Linked DNA regions of Gossypium hirsutum: regions 1 and 3 are each linked to region 2. The links are chromatin contacts, called in public Hi-C maps. All regions are on one chromosome and are shown on one strand. The core of a region is the stretch at or near the end of the contact, and the rest is flanking DNA. Distances in the headings are between cores, read along the strand shown. Region 1 holds the start of LOC107948505 (translocon-associated protein subunit beta). Region 2 holds the start of LOC107948506 (V-type proton ATPase subunit C-like). Region 3 holds the start of LOC107948504 (zinc finger protein CONSTANS-LIKE 14).

Evidence for each region. A called contact is a pair of places that touch in the nucleus more often than the background predicts.
Region 1: a contact with region 2 is called in a Hi-C map of hypocotyl, with 4 times the contacts expected there. The contact joins the promoter of LOC107948505 here to the promoter of LOC107948506 in region 2. A contact is called at or near these places in 9 of 34 Hi-C or Micro-C datasets (hypocotyl, leaf and seedling).
Region 3: a contact with region 2 is called in a Hi-C map of leaf, with 2.0 times the contacts expected there. The contact joins the promoter of LOC107948504 here to the promoter of LOC107948506 in region 2. A contact is called at or near these places in 5 of 34 Hi-C or Micro-C datasets (callus and leaf).

What each region holds. Positions count from the first base shown.
Region 1 is chrA05:82,563,094-82,567,431 of Gossypium_hirsutum_v2.1, reverse strand. It overlaps LOC107948505 (translocon-associated protein subunit beta), which reads left to right and starts at 1,675. Exons shown (of 6, transcript XM_016883078.2): 1 at 1,675-2,084; 2 at 2,817-2,915; 3 at 2,998-3,106; 4 at 3,213-3,284; 5 at 3,420-3,425; 6 at 3,728-4,262. The coding sequence starts at 1,903. The coding sequence ends at 3,847. It overlaps LOC107947879, which reads left to right and starts at 1,007. Exons shown (of 1, transcript XM_016882386.1): 1 at 1,007-1,414. The coding sequence starts at 1,007. The coding sequence ends at 1,414.
Region 2 is chrA05:82,420,474-82,425,224 of Gossypium_hirsutum_v2.1, reverse strand. LOC107948506 (V-type proton ATPase subunit C-like) reads left to right here and starts at 2,126. Exons shown (of 11, transcript NM_001327547.1): 1 at 2,126-2,249; 2 at 2,331-2,399; 3 at 2,624-2,751; 4 at 2,862-2,961; 5 at 3,067-3,134; 6 at 3,215-3,356; 7 at 4,514-4,630. The coding sequence starts at 2,136.
Region 3 is chrA05:82,582,149-82,586,357 of Gossypium_hirsutum_v2.1, reverse strand. It overlaps LOC107948504 (zinc finger protein CONSTANS-LIKE 14), which reads right to left and starts at 2,268. Exons shown (of 4, transcript XM_016883077.2): 1 at 1,292-2,268; 2 at 533-625; 3 at 137-378; 4 at 1-55. The coding sequence starts at 2,113.

The DNA of each region.
Region 1 (4,338 bases), core at 426-2,925, 140 kb before region 2:
TTTAATTTGGTCACTAACACGGAGGAGTTGTGGGTTCATGTTCTACGTAATAAATACAATGTTCATGGAATCATCTCGAAGGGTATATGTTGAAGCAACTGTTCATTCATATGGCCATCAATTACGAGTGTTTGGAATGAGGTTAAACAGGGCGTCATTTGGACTATCCATGATAGTAGCTTGGTAAATTTTTGGAATGATACTTGGTTAAGGGATTCGGGGCCGTTAAAGCTACAGTATATTGGTAATGAACCCCTGGATGAAACTCTTTGCGTGTGTGACCTAGTGACATTAGAAGGAGAATAGAATACAGAATGGTTATCTACGATGCTACCAAGAGATATTATTGTCCGAATATGTCCTTGCAACACAATTTTGAAGGAGTTGGGTTCTAATTAAATCTCTTGGCAGTGGATTTCGTCAAGGAAGTTCTCCTTTGCAAAAACATATAAGTATCTTTTTAGGACTAATGGACCAAGGAGTTTGGGTATGATAGATTAATTTAGAGAGCTGTGGCGCCTCAAAATGTGTGATTTTTTCTATGGCTGTTTATTCGAAATAGACTTTTAACTAACGAGGAACGTATAAGGAGAGGTATGACATTGACTCCCTTTTGCAAACAATATGGTTGGTCTGTGGAAACGACAATTCATGTGGTGAGGGACTACGATTTTATTCAGTCTATTTGGAAAACAATGGTTCCTAGGAAAAATTGGAAATTTTTCTTTAGTTTAACACTTAAGAGATGGATTCACTGGAATATCACGAATAAAGAGGAATTAAAATTCATAGAGGCGAATGGTCAACATTTTTTGCAATAGTCTCTTAGTTCTTTTGGAAAAACCATAATGACTTTATCTTCAACAATGCTAGCGAGAGTAATTAGAATTTAATAGCTTCGGCTATGACATGGGCAAGATCGTTCGGAAACAATGGCAATATGGAGCAAATGTTATGCAAGTAAAGGAAAAAAAATAGTTGGCAAAGGCCTAAGCTGGGATAGGTCATGATTAATATTGATGGCTTGATGTTGACAAGCAAACCAAGGGTGGCAATAGGAGCAGCATTCAGAGGACCAAGCGGAGGGTGGTTGGTGGGTTTTGAACTAGTAACAGGTGTGGCTGATAGCTTAAAAATCGAAACTCAAGATATCCTAAAAGGCTTGAAGCTAACATGGATGAGGGGTTTCAAGCAGGTTGAGGTGGAAAGTGACAATACCCTATTTATTGATATTATTATAAATGGCTTTGTAGCAAACAATAATACAATGGAAGTCTGGCTGGTTCATGAGTGGTGTAATAGAGAATGGCAAGTTAAGCTTCAGCATGTCTTAAAGGAAAGTAACAAGGTTGTTGATTGCTTAGCAAAGGCGGTAGGAGGTGGAATGAATCGATTGGTTGTACTTGTTCTTTAATAATATTTTATTAATAACATTTTTTATTTAATGCATTAAGTAAATGATGAATTAATATGTAAATTAAAATAGTTTTAAAACTATAAATAATAATTACAATAAAGTGCTAAAATTTTATATTTGTGAATATAAATATTATTTAATCTTTATTAATACCTTATGTAATTTATTATCTATATTTTAGATTTTATTGTAAAAAAAAAAGTGAATGTTAATATTTAAATCCTACTTATAACAGTATATCATGTAAAATAAAATATAATGTAAATGAAATAAAATAAATAAAACAGTACTGAAAAGATCAACTCAATATCATGAAACGGGAAACGACGTCGTGACGTACGCCAGAGGAACCAGATTTGTTGTCCCTGGTAAGCTCGATATCAATATCATGAACCCTACTCATTGTTTGTTTATTCAACGCTTCAGCACCATTTCAAATTCTAATTAAAAGACCAGGAGAAAGAAAAATCAGCTACGCCACACTTATGGCAAGGCTTATCAGAAATTCGCTGATGAAGGCATTGATTCTTATTTTCTTTGCATCAGTAGCCACCGCCACAGGCGATGCCCCATTCATCGTCGCTCACAAGAAGGCATCGTTGACCAGACTCAAATCAGGTTCAGAACGCGTTTCTGTCTCCATCGACATCTACAATCAAGGCTTCTCGTGCGTTTCTCTTTCCTTTTTCTTTCCCTTTACTTCAATCCAGATTTAGCTATGATTTTTCCTTCGAGATGAAATTTCTAAATTTTGAATCCATCCTCAATTTTGAGTTGAATTCGAGCTGTTTTTTTATTTTTATTTTATTTAGCTTTCGATTTCCTTTTTAAGCTTTGCGTGATAAGTAGCTGATTTGAATATGAGAGTGATCACATTTTCTTTTGAGGTGATTCAAGAGAAAATATGTGGATTTGAAGCGAATTTCATTTTTTTTCTTCAGTTATTTGGATCTGAGAGAAATGGAATGAAATTGTAAATCCGATCCTTTTAATAGGAATTTCATTCCTTTTTAACCTTGCGATTAGAGAATATACATATGCACGCTTTTTTCTTTTTTTTCTTTTGCTTATAACTTTCTCTGCTCTAAGGTTTTGCATATTTCATGGTTTTTCAATTATTCTTCTTCTTATTATTCATGCAAAGCCTGATCTAACCTCTTTGATCATCAATTCTAATTGGAGATTGGTTTTTCTATACGATCCAATATAATGCTTGAATAATATTGCTGAAATTTTTGGAAACTTCTACAGTGGTAGTATGAAGCCTTGTATATTTCTTCCTCTTTTGATGTTTTTTCGAATTCACAAGTGAATTTTTCTAGATTTGTCTTGCACTTCTGTGTTTTCGGGATATTATCTTACTTGAGGAATAATCTTTCTGGGGAAAAAAATGATTCAGGACAGCATATGATGTGAGTCTCCTCGATGATAGCTGGCCTCAAGATATGTTTGATATTGTCAGTGGCAACACTTCACGGTCATGGGAAAGACTTGATGCGTGAGTTTTGCTTTTGTTTAATTCTATTAATATGTTATTCCTAGATTGGATTAATAAAAATGCAGAACTTTGCTATCTGCAGTGGTGGTCTTCTATCTCATTCATTTGAACTAGAGGCCAAAAAGCAAGGAATGTTCTATGGTGCCCCGGCAGTAATTACTTTCCGCATTCCCACAAAGGCTGCTTTGCAGGTTTGAGATCAAAACTGAGTGTATTTTCCTTAAATTTTAAGGGGAAAGAAAAGAAAATGTGGAGAAAGGAAAAGCTTTGATGCTCTAATTTGTTGTGTCTTTTTAGGAGGCATATTCAACTCCAATCTTGCCGTTAGATGTTCTTGCAGAAAGACCTCCTGAGAAGAAGTTTGACTGGGTAAGTTTTGCGTGGAATAACAGTAATCAATGTATTATAGCTATTCAATATCTTTTTTCCTTTTCTAAATGTTACTAATGCTTTTCTGTTTTTGTTTTTGGTGGGATGTGCTTTGGTGGTGACTGAATATTGAAGGCTAAGGTATAAATGATTCTTGTTTATCTTTTTCGAAGCGATCATGCTTCTAAAATTTGGATGGATAAGAACTGAGATGCATGCAGGGATAAGCATATTTGATTCAGGAAAAGATAATATGCATCCATTTTTTGTAACATTTTTTCTCTTCGTGTTACTAGTAGTGGTTGGGTTTTCTTGTGTGACAATTTAAATAAAATGGATGCATGATGACCCTTCTAGTTCTCGGCCTTTGATTTATGGAGTGCATAAACTATTAGCTATGACCTATCCCTTGAAATTAATATATAAGCCTTCTATGTCTGCAGAGGTTGCTGGCTAAGTATGGATCTCAAATCTCTGTGATATCAATTGTGGTTCTATTCATCTACCTGATCCTGACACCATCAAAATCCAGTGCTGCAAAAGCAAGCAAGAAGAAGCGCTAAGTATAGTAGATGTGCTGAGAAAAGCCGACCTTTCTTTTTGTTTGCAGTTAAATAGGGTTGCCCTTTGTTGTTGTTTTTTAATTTTTCTTTTATTACGGTTAGAACATATGTTATCGGGAATTTCTATTCAAATGAGTTTAGCACAACAAGAATCAACTGATTCCTAGTTCCTAGGGCTAGTAAACTTGACTGAAACAAGTAATGCTAGGAGTGGATTAAGTAATATTACAGTGATGGGTTGACAATTTTGAAATTTAACACTTATGATTGTATTGTTATGTTATGTTGATAGAGTTGGTGAGTCGTTATATGCATACTACATTGCATTAGATGTGATTGAAGTTAGGGATGAAAAACCCTAGACTAGACTCTGAGGCTTACCAGCCTTATAAATGAAGGAGCTTTTGTTTTTTTATATCATGGAATTGGTAGCTTGATGGAGTAGCCCCCATGTACTTTGTGGGTTGTGGCTATTTTCTAGAACAATAATT
Region 2 (4,751 bases), core at 877-3,376:
CTATGGGTCGAAATATAAGCTACACGATGCTGCTCACATGAGCTATGGAGAATCCGTAACAAATGTAGGACCTCAACCATCAGTAGGACATTCAAGACCAGCACTCGAAACATGAAATCTCTAATGACATGTCATTTGTGAAGGCAATGCTTCTGAGGATAGGGGATAACAAATGAATAAGTGTGTGAGCCTTTTAGTTTTTTTTTCTTTTTTCTTTTTGGGGATAACAAATGAGCGTTTTGCTTATTTTTGTTGCACTGCACTGGTTTGTAGTGTGAATATATATAATATATAAAATTTACACCAAATTAAACTCCTGAACTGATAATTTTGATAAGTGAAATCCTTTTGCCAACGTTAACCTTTAGAAATAATAGCAATACTGATATGGTCGTTAAAGGTCGTTGAGTCGGAAAACATATGATAATGTGTCAATTCATGTCAATATTAATTGTTAATGTCGTACTCAAAATAAAAAATTTCAAAATTTTTAAAAAAATATTTTAAAATTCAAATTTAAAATCACCTTAAAAAATGAATTTCCTAAAATTATTAATTTTTGTTTAAAAAGAAAAACACACGGGCTTTTGTTTTTGTCTCAACCAGTCCTGGATTTTGATTTGTCTGAAAGGATTCTGGTAGTTTGGTGTGAAAATTGTTGAAGGCATTGATGCTTTAATCTATCATTTCATTAATTAATATTGCTGCCTTATATTTGGTGTTTTCCTCCACCAGCATTTCTCAATAATGATATTTTTATATTTTGAGTAATCTACAAAAGTAGTCATTCAACTATGCCCTTAGTTCTATTTTGATCACTCAACTATTAATTTTTTCAATTTAGTCACTCAACTCTTTGAAATTAAATATTTTAGTTGCCTTTTTTATTGGCCAAATAATAAATTTAGCCCTTCAATATTTACAAATTCTATCAATTAGATCCTAAATTTACAAAATTCAACAAATTTAATCTTTTAACATCTATAAAATTTACTGATTTAATTCTAATTCTAAAAGTTAAAAAAATATTTTAAAAACAATCAATAAAGTTGTTTATAGTTTACAGAATGAATTTTGAAAAAAGTGTAAACAATGGTGGTGGATCAAGACCTTGAAGGTAAGAAGGCAAAAACTCATGATTATGAAGGAAAGCAACAAAATATAGTTCATAAAGTTAAATAGAGTTTTATGGTTTTAGTTTTCTTCTAACCTTCCTTTTTGGAGATGAGATTTGGGTTTTCTAGTTTGATTATCATAATGTTTTTTTATTAATGGTAGTCAACATTTTTGTCGGAATCTTCCTTTTGGTGATATAGAAGTTTTTTTTTTTTTTAAAAATATTTTCCTCTTCAATTAGAGTTATATTGAATTTTAAAATTTGAATTAAAATGATAATCTTTTTTAACTGATGGGTGAGTTGATTGAATTTTTTAAATTTAAGATTAAATTATTAGAACGTGTAAATATTAAAGAATAAATTATTATTAAACTAATAAAAAGAAGGCGTCATCACTCATATCATGAAGAGTGACTAAAATATTTAATTTCAAAAAGTTAAATGACTATATCAAAAAATAATAATAGTTGGGTGACCAAAATAGAACTAAAGGCATAGCGGGGTGACTATTTTTGTAGTTTACCCTTATTTTTTTCTATAATTTTTACTAAATTTAATATTTTCTTTTCTTTTTATAATTTTAAAATTATTTTAGACAAATAGATGAATGAACATGACAATCATAACTTGAATTCTCTTTTAAAAATATTATTTTGATTTTTTATTTTCTTCTAAATTTTGAATCGGTGTGGATGTGAATTAAGTGAGTTTTAATGGCCATGTCAACAGTTAATATTTTAATTAATATATTTGTTTCGTAAAAAGATGAGAGGGACTTAAATTGAATTTTGAAAAGTATTTTGAATAATAGAAATAGGTTTTTTATCGTAATAAAATAAGAGGAAAGAAAAAAGAAAAAAAGAGAGATAAAGTGGAAGTGGAAGTGGAAATAATAGTGGATTTTATGATACTTCCTTACGTTGGCCTATTATTGCCGTAGCCACGAGAAGCAACCTTTGGACCTCAATCTCTGTCTTTGTGTTTCTCTGTTTTGTATTATTTTACCTTTGTGTCATCAATGGCGAGCAGATACTGGGTGGTGTCTCTTCCGGTTCAGAGCTCAGCCTCCACTCTTTGGAATAACTTACAGGATCAAATCTCCAAGCATTCCTTCGACACTCCTCTCTACCGAGTATCTATCTATCTTGTTTCTTTTCTGTTCCTCTCTCCCCCAATTAGATCTGATTTCCTAATCCTTCTCTTTTGATTGCAGTTCAATATACCCAATCTCCGTGTTGGAACTCTTGATTCCCTACTCGCTCTCAGTGATGATCTCTTGAAAGTAATTTCCCTCTTTTTACTCATTCAATTCTTCCTCAATTTATTTTCTTTCTGCTTTTTCTTCACCGAATTCTTGTCTACCTTAGATCTGTTCTTTTTCTAATGATTACACCGAAGCCCTCAGATTAATTTTTATCAACTTCTGATTTAGACACTCTTGATTTGGTTTTGAGTTTTAATCTTTTATTTCCTCCTTTTCTTTTGGTGATTTCGATGTATGTGCAGTCAAATACCTTTATCGAAGGAGTTTCCCACAAGATCAGGAGGCAGATCGAGGAACTGGAGAGGGTATCTGGCTTGGAAACCAATGCTCTCACTGTTGATGGAGTGCCCGTTGATTCTTATCTAACCAGGTAAAAATTTTCCTAACTTCAATAAATGGATGTGGCATTCGTTAAAAATCTGATAGGGTATTATGGATGATGGGTTTCAATTCAACTTGGTTTTGGTGATTTGATGGCAGGTTTGTTTGGGATGAAGCAAAGTACCCAATTATGTCCCCTTTGAGGGAAATTGTTGATGGTATTCACACTCAAGTGGCAAAGATTGAGGATGATCTCAAGGTAGTGATTCCTTTTCTGGATTTTCTTATTTATAATGCATGTTGGTTTTTTACTCGAATAGGTTGAATGGGAATTTGGGCTTTAAAGTGTTGTTTATTATGTTAGGTTCGTGTTGCTGAGTATAACAATGTGCGCGGGCAGCTTAATGCCATCAACCGAAAGCAAAGTGGAAGGTGTGACTACTGCTTCACTTGATTGTTGCATATGCCAGAATGTTTTAGTTTAATAGCTGATTTATTTCTGCCTATTTTAGCTTGGCTGTTCGTGATCTATCTAATCTAGTGAAGCCAGAGGATATCATTACTTCGGAACACCTGGTGACTCTCCTTGCAGTTGTTCCTAAGTATTCTCAGAAGGATTGGCTATCAAGTTACGAAACATTGACTACCTATGTGGTAAAGCAATATCATTCTTGGCTCAAAGTGCTAACTCTAGCCGTCAATTCATAGCCACTTGCTATATAAAATGCTACCTGCCAGAGCAGTTATTCTTGTGATATTTTTGAAACATCTGTGGTGCCGGAGCTTTTTATTTATTTATTACTATATTATATATTTATTTATTTTTCATTAACATATGACAGACGGCTAGGATTGTTAGTTTTTTTTAGAATTTAAATCTAGGGCTACGAATAAAGTTTTATTTACAAGAAAGCTTAGTAACTTTACATGCAAGAAACCTAGTATATATAAGCAGTAAGCTTTACAGCCAATAACTTTATTATTTTTGTGCTTATTATTTTCTTTAAATTAAAAGTGAGAAACTCCCTATCTTTTCTAGAGTTCCAACTTTCTAGCTCATTTTCCAGCCTTATTTCTTTTGACTACTGTTGTTTTCTCCCTAAACGACATCAATTTTGGTATGAGAACCTAACTAGATTCTAGTGTTTACAGTTGGGTTTGCCTTTTAAGCCATGGTTAGACACATTAGAGGTCAAGGAACAGGAAATCAGGGTCAAGAAACAATATTGGCTGCAATAAGACATGCCTTGAAGAATTGTCATGTGCAATTTATGCTAGGTTGCCACAAGATCTGCCTAGCTAGATTGCATGTGACAATTCTTCAATCGCACGTCGTATCGCAGCCAATTCTGTTTTTTGGCCCTGATTTTCTTTTCACAATGCCAATCTGGAAGAGTTGAACATTGTGAAGCGGACCAGTTATTCCTGTTTATTGCTAGTGATGCAAGAAATAGAGTTTTTATTTTGGGGATTAAATTTGTAGCTTTATTGATGATAAGGGTTGTTTTAGCCTATGCTTGGACTCTTCATTCTTCTTGAAGCACCTGTGTTCGATACTCATGTCCGACACATGAACACAAGGATATGATCTTCGAGGATTCTCCAAATACAAATCTAATTACACCCATGTCCTATACATACTTGTGACCGACACACACTCAAGTCCGAGTAGCATAGGTTTTAGCTTCTTATCTAGAACTATTTCTCATATTGATTGTAGTATTCACTCATTGTATCGGCAAACTCGTAGCTATTAAACTTAATTATTGTATGTTGAAGTCATTCTGTGTAACAAAGCAATGCATTTTCAGGTCCCTAGGTCCTCCAAGAAGTTGTATGAAGATAATGAATATGCTCTCTACACTGTTACGTTATTTGGTCGTGTTGCAGACAATTTCAGAACTAGCGCACGTGAAAGAGGCTTCCAAGTGAGTACATTCAATGGTTGTTTTTTTCTATACGAGTACTAGTTTTTGGCCATTCCATGTATGGAGTACGTGATCTTTAATTTAAAAAATAAAATAACTCTTTTGGAGGATATTTTATTCC
Region 3 (4,209 bases), core at 1,019-3,518, 160 kb before region 2:
CTTTCTGGTATCAGCCCTGGTCTTCCTCGACTCATAGCGTATTTGCTTATCATATCTGTCCATGTTATGTTTTACCACATCAATTGAAATATAAAAGAAAATAATACCAAAGTAAAAAGACCTGGTCCTACTCTACCTTCTATGTTTCTTCTTCTCCTTGTAGCGTAACATGGCATTGTCTCTATTTTGTGCCAAAGGTTCTATGTCAACGTTTGGTTTTGCCTCATAATTCATTACCTCACTACCGCCTACAATAGGATGCTCCATCACTTGGACATATCTGGTGCTATCACATATTGGGGTCTCAAGACTCTCAACCACATTGTTGCTCTCTTCGGTTGTCGGTTTGTAGCTCGAGAATGCTTCATTGCAGGTATTCTGCAGTGTTCATAATCAGCCATTAGATCTATACAACAGTTTCCAAAGTTGAAGCAATACAAAACACAGAGGCAAGTAATATAACATATCATATGGTTCAGATGACAATTATGAACCTTATCAACAAAGTTAAACATTACTAAGAACAACTTACATTTCTAAAAAAGGACCATCCCTTAACAAAACCTGCATCTTCTGCACCAGATTCTTCACAATCTTTTGACCTTTCTGATTGAAAATCCCATATCTGAAAAGACACGTGTCACTTGAGTTTGTGACAAAGAATGATTTTGATGATTACCACGCACGTTAAACATGCTTGAACATAAAGGTTTTGTCTTTTTTTTTTTTACTGTGAATCTGCAAATTATTAAGGTTCATAAGTTTCATTATGCATGAAGATGCTACTGCCTATGAAAGTAATATTAGGGTAAAAGTTTAATATCGACCATTGAAAGTGGCCAGGTCAAATCAGCATTTATTAATTCATAATGTGGAACCCCTTTAGCTGCTGAGCTGACTGAGCAATGCAATTCAACTTTAGCGGCACAGCATGATCACAAAGAGCCAATCAAATCAAGGCCAGGATCCTTGGTATTAATAAGATTGGTTAGCCTATAAGATCAAGTATGACCTCAAAATACTGTGATATACATACAAAAAATCACTTAAAAATAGCACAGATTGAAAAAAAAAACAGCTGAGAAAGACTATAAAACTACACAAACAACAGTAATTAGTAAATGACAGAGACAATCTTGATAAATTGGCATTATTGGTGGTTTAATGTGAGATTTATTCCTTTTAGCAACTTGCATAAAAATATCATGTACAACACAAAAATCAACTTTACTTAAAAAAGGAAGTAGGTAATTTGATTAAATTAGTGAAATAATGTATATTTGATACATACCTGGGAAGGTAAATAAGAAGACTTACAGTCCCACACAAGCTCTCCTTCAGCAACATAATCATTTTGTCTCAAGACATCATCGCTTTGAAACGTTAGCAAAGAGGTGAATGGGGTTTGCTGCTGCAGTTGTTCTTCATCATACCCATTTTCCACTTCAAAACTGGCAAAATTCTCTTGCTCAGCACTTGTAATAGGCGGTGTCCCTGGTCCCAATTCAGCCCCATCACCACTTCCTCTCACCAAACCCCTCTTCCCCATATCAACCAGTTGCCTATACACCTCATGGTCCAGCTTAACAGAGCTAATCAAAGCAGAGGAAACACAAGAATTCTCTTCGTCAGGGACCATAAAATCTTCCAGATTCATTAGTTCTCGCTCGTATAAAGAAAACCCAGGGATCAAGTTCATCAAATCTTTTGGCTTTAAGTCAAAACCAAAAAGAGAAGCAAGTTCAACCACCGAAGGACGACCTGAAAAACCTTCAACAGGAGCACGCTCGTGCATGGCCGAAACACAGGAGCTGCTGCTGCTGCTGCTGCTGTTGTTGTTGCTATGTGAGCTCCAATCACAGTCATGGCAGAGCATAAGGTTATCGATGGAGCAAAGAAAAGAAGCTGGTTTGGCTTTGCAGCCGTCACAGATCTGTGAACGAACATGCTTAAGAGAGAGGGCATTGGCGGAGTGGACCTGTTGGTCACAGAACAAACAGAGCCTTGCAGAGTCAGCGCTGCAATACAGAACAGCCGGCTTTGATTTGCAGAAGTGACATAAGGACATGGTAGATCTTCTTGGCTTTGGTTTCGGAACCCTACTCATCATCATTAGTTAATACAAAATGCAGCTTTTGAAGGAAAAGTTGAGATCTTGGAATTTTGAAGAAACAAGGAAAACGTGAGGAGTAGATAATAAAAGTGAAAAGTGTGAGAAGTAGAGCTAAGGGCACAGAGTATCCTTTAGTGTACGGATAAAGATTCTTTAAAGTAAAATGGTATTTATATAAATAGCAATAACATGATAAGCATGGGAGGAGGGAAGGATAGGGTGACAAGTGGGGGTCCACTTTCGATAAATATCATCACTTTTTCTGCTTAGCTGGCCTGAAAGTGTCCCTCCCCATGTTTGATGCCAAATTGGCTTTCGGATGAGATCAAAACCTCTTTCTTGGGCCATCAGTGTAGGTTCAACACTTGTCGTATGATTAAAATTTAGACACATAAAATTAATTTAATTCAATCGGTAAATTAATTAATTTAATACTGTTGAAGATTAATTAATAGTTATTTGGAAGTTCGATATTGATTAGTTCAGTTTGAAATTGAGTAATTAATCGAACTTAATAATTAATAATATAAATTATATATAATTTTTATTTAGTTAATTTGTATAATTCGGTCAAATGAATAATATTAATTTATTTTTTATATATTTTATACTTGTTTTACCCAAAAATAAAATAAAAATATATAAATTTCGGTTCGGTAAATTTTTTTAAAAAAATTTTGGTTTGATTAACAGGTAAATAATTAAAAATTCAATTAATTCGGTTAATACTAGTTTAATTTGGTTAATTGAACGGTTAACTATTTGGACACCTTTATGTATGACGCTCATGAAAGTAAAGTCAGTCAGTTGAACGAGATAATGTTCTAAAATTTGACAATAATAAAATTAGAAAATGTTTTATTAAAAATGATTAAATTAAATTATTAATTTTCAAAAAATTAAAATTAAAATATTTTTTATTTAATCAAAAGTTAAAATCAATCTTTTAGTTTTGAAAAAAAAAATAATTTAGCTATTTAGTCAAGGGGGTCAAAGGCATTGTTTGCCCCCCATTGGCTATGCACTTAGTATTGATACAAGGAAGTGGCATGGAGAAAATTGTGATGGTGATAAGAGACAATTCAACTTGTTGGGTGCAGACCTAAAGAATTTATGAGGTGAGAGTTAGAGGCTTTGGGGAGCATATGGAGAAGACGATTGAGAGTAGATGAACCTGTCTTTCTTAAGGTGAAAGAGGGCTTATCTAGAGTGGAACACGTGATCCCTTCGAATATCATTGTTAGGTGAGAATATGACACCGTACAAGTTATAGATATGTAGGTAGTTGTTTTGTCGGAGTGACTTGCGTATTTTCCTTATTTTGAAGAAATGGTGGCTCTAACAAAGGTAAATTGGCGGAGCTAGTGCCATGGTACGGTGGCAGAAGTAGTCAGGTGAAGCCAGTGCCATGGCAAAGCTCCTATGTGTAACTCATTATTTTACAATTCTCAAGTATCTGCAAATGTCAAATAGTGTGGACAGATAGCCTCAACAGAGAAAAGATGCTTAAAGAAGAAAGTAATAAATACTAGATTCGAAAGAAGATGATGGATGCATGCACGAAGGAAGTGAATAATTAGAAGGGAGAAAAAGAGCCTTTGCCTAGTGTCAATTGCATTGATTGTGTTTTTTCTGGATTGAGGCATCTGGAATTGGAGGTGTGTGTTTTGTCAATAGAATCATGTGCCCTGATATGGAGGATGCCTTTGGGTTTTCTATCACCATCCCTTAAATGGCTTGACCAATGTTCCTTCACTAGATTTTATGCTTTCTTCTTTTTCAGCCAAGTCATTATCATCAAGCATTACTTGTTATAACTTAATTTTATTAATTTTAATTTTTATATTTTTTAAAATTTAAAATTTTAGTTCTATCCCAAACAATAACAGTTAAATCGAATTGGTTAATTTCAATTACTAATTTTGCACGGTGTATAGTTGTAGATTTAGTCTATATTCTCTAACTGATTTATTCTAAATCCCTATACTTTTCGAATTTTAAAATTCCATTCTTGACACAAATGATAATTGTTAATCCATTAATTGAATTTTTAATAAATAAAACGTGAAAGTAACAAGTTGACTTGACATTACACA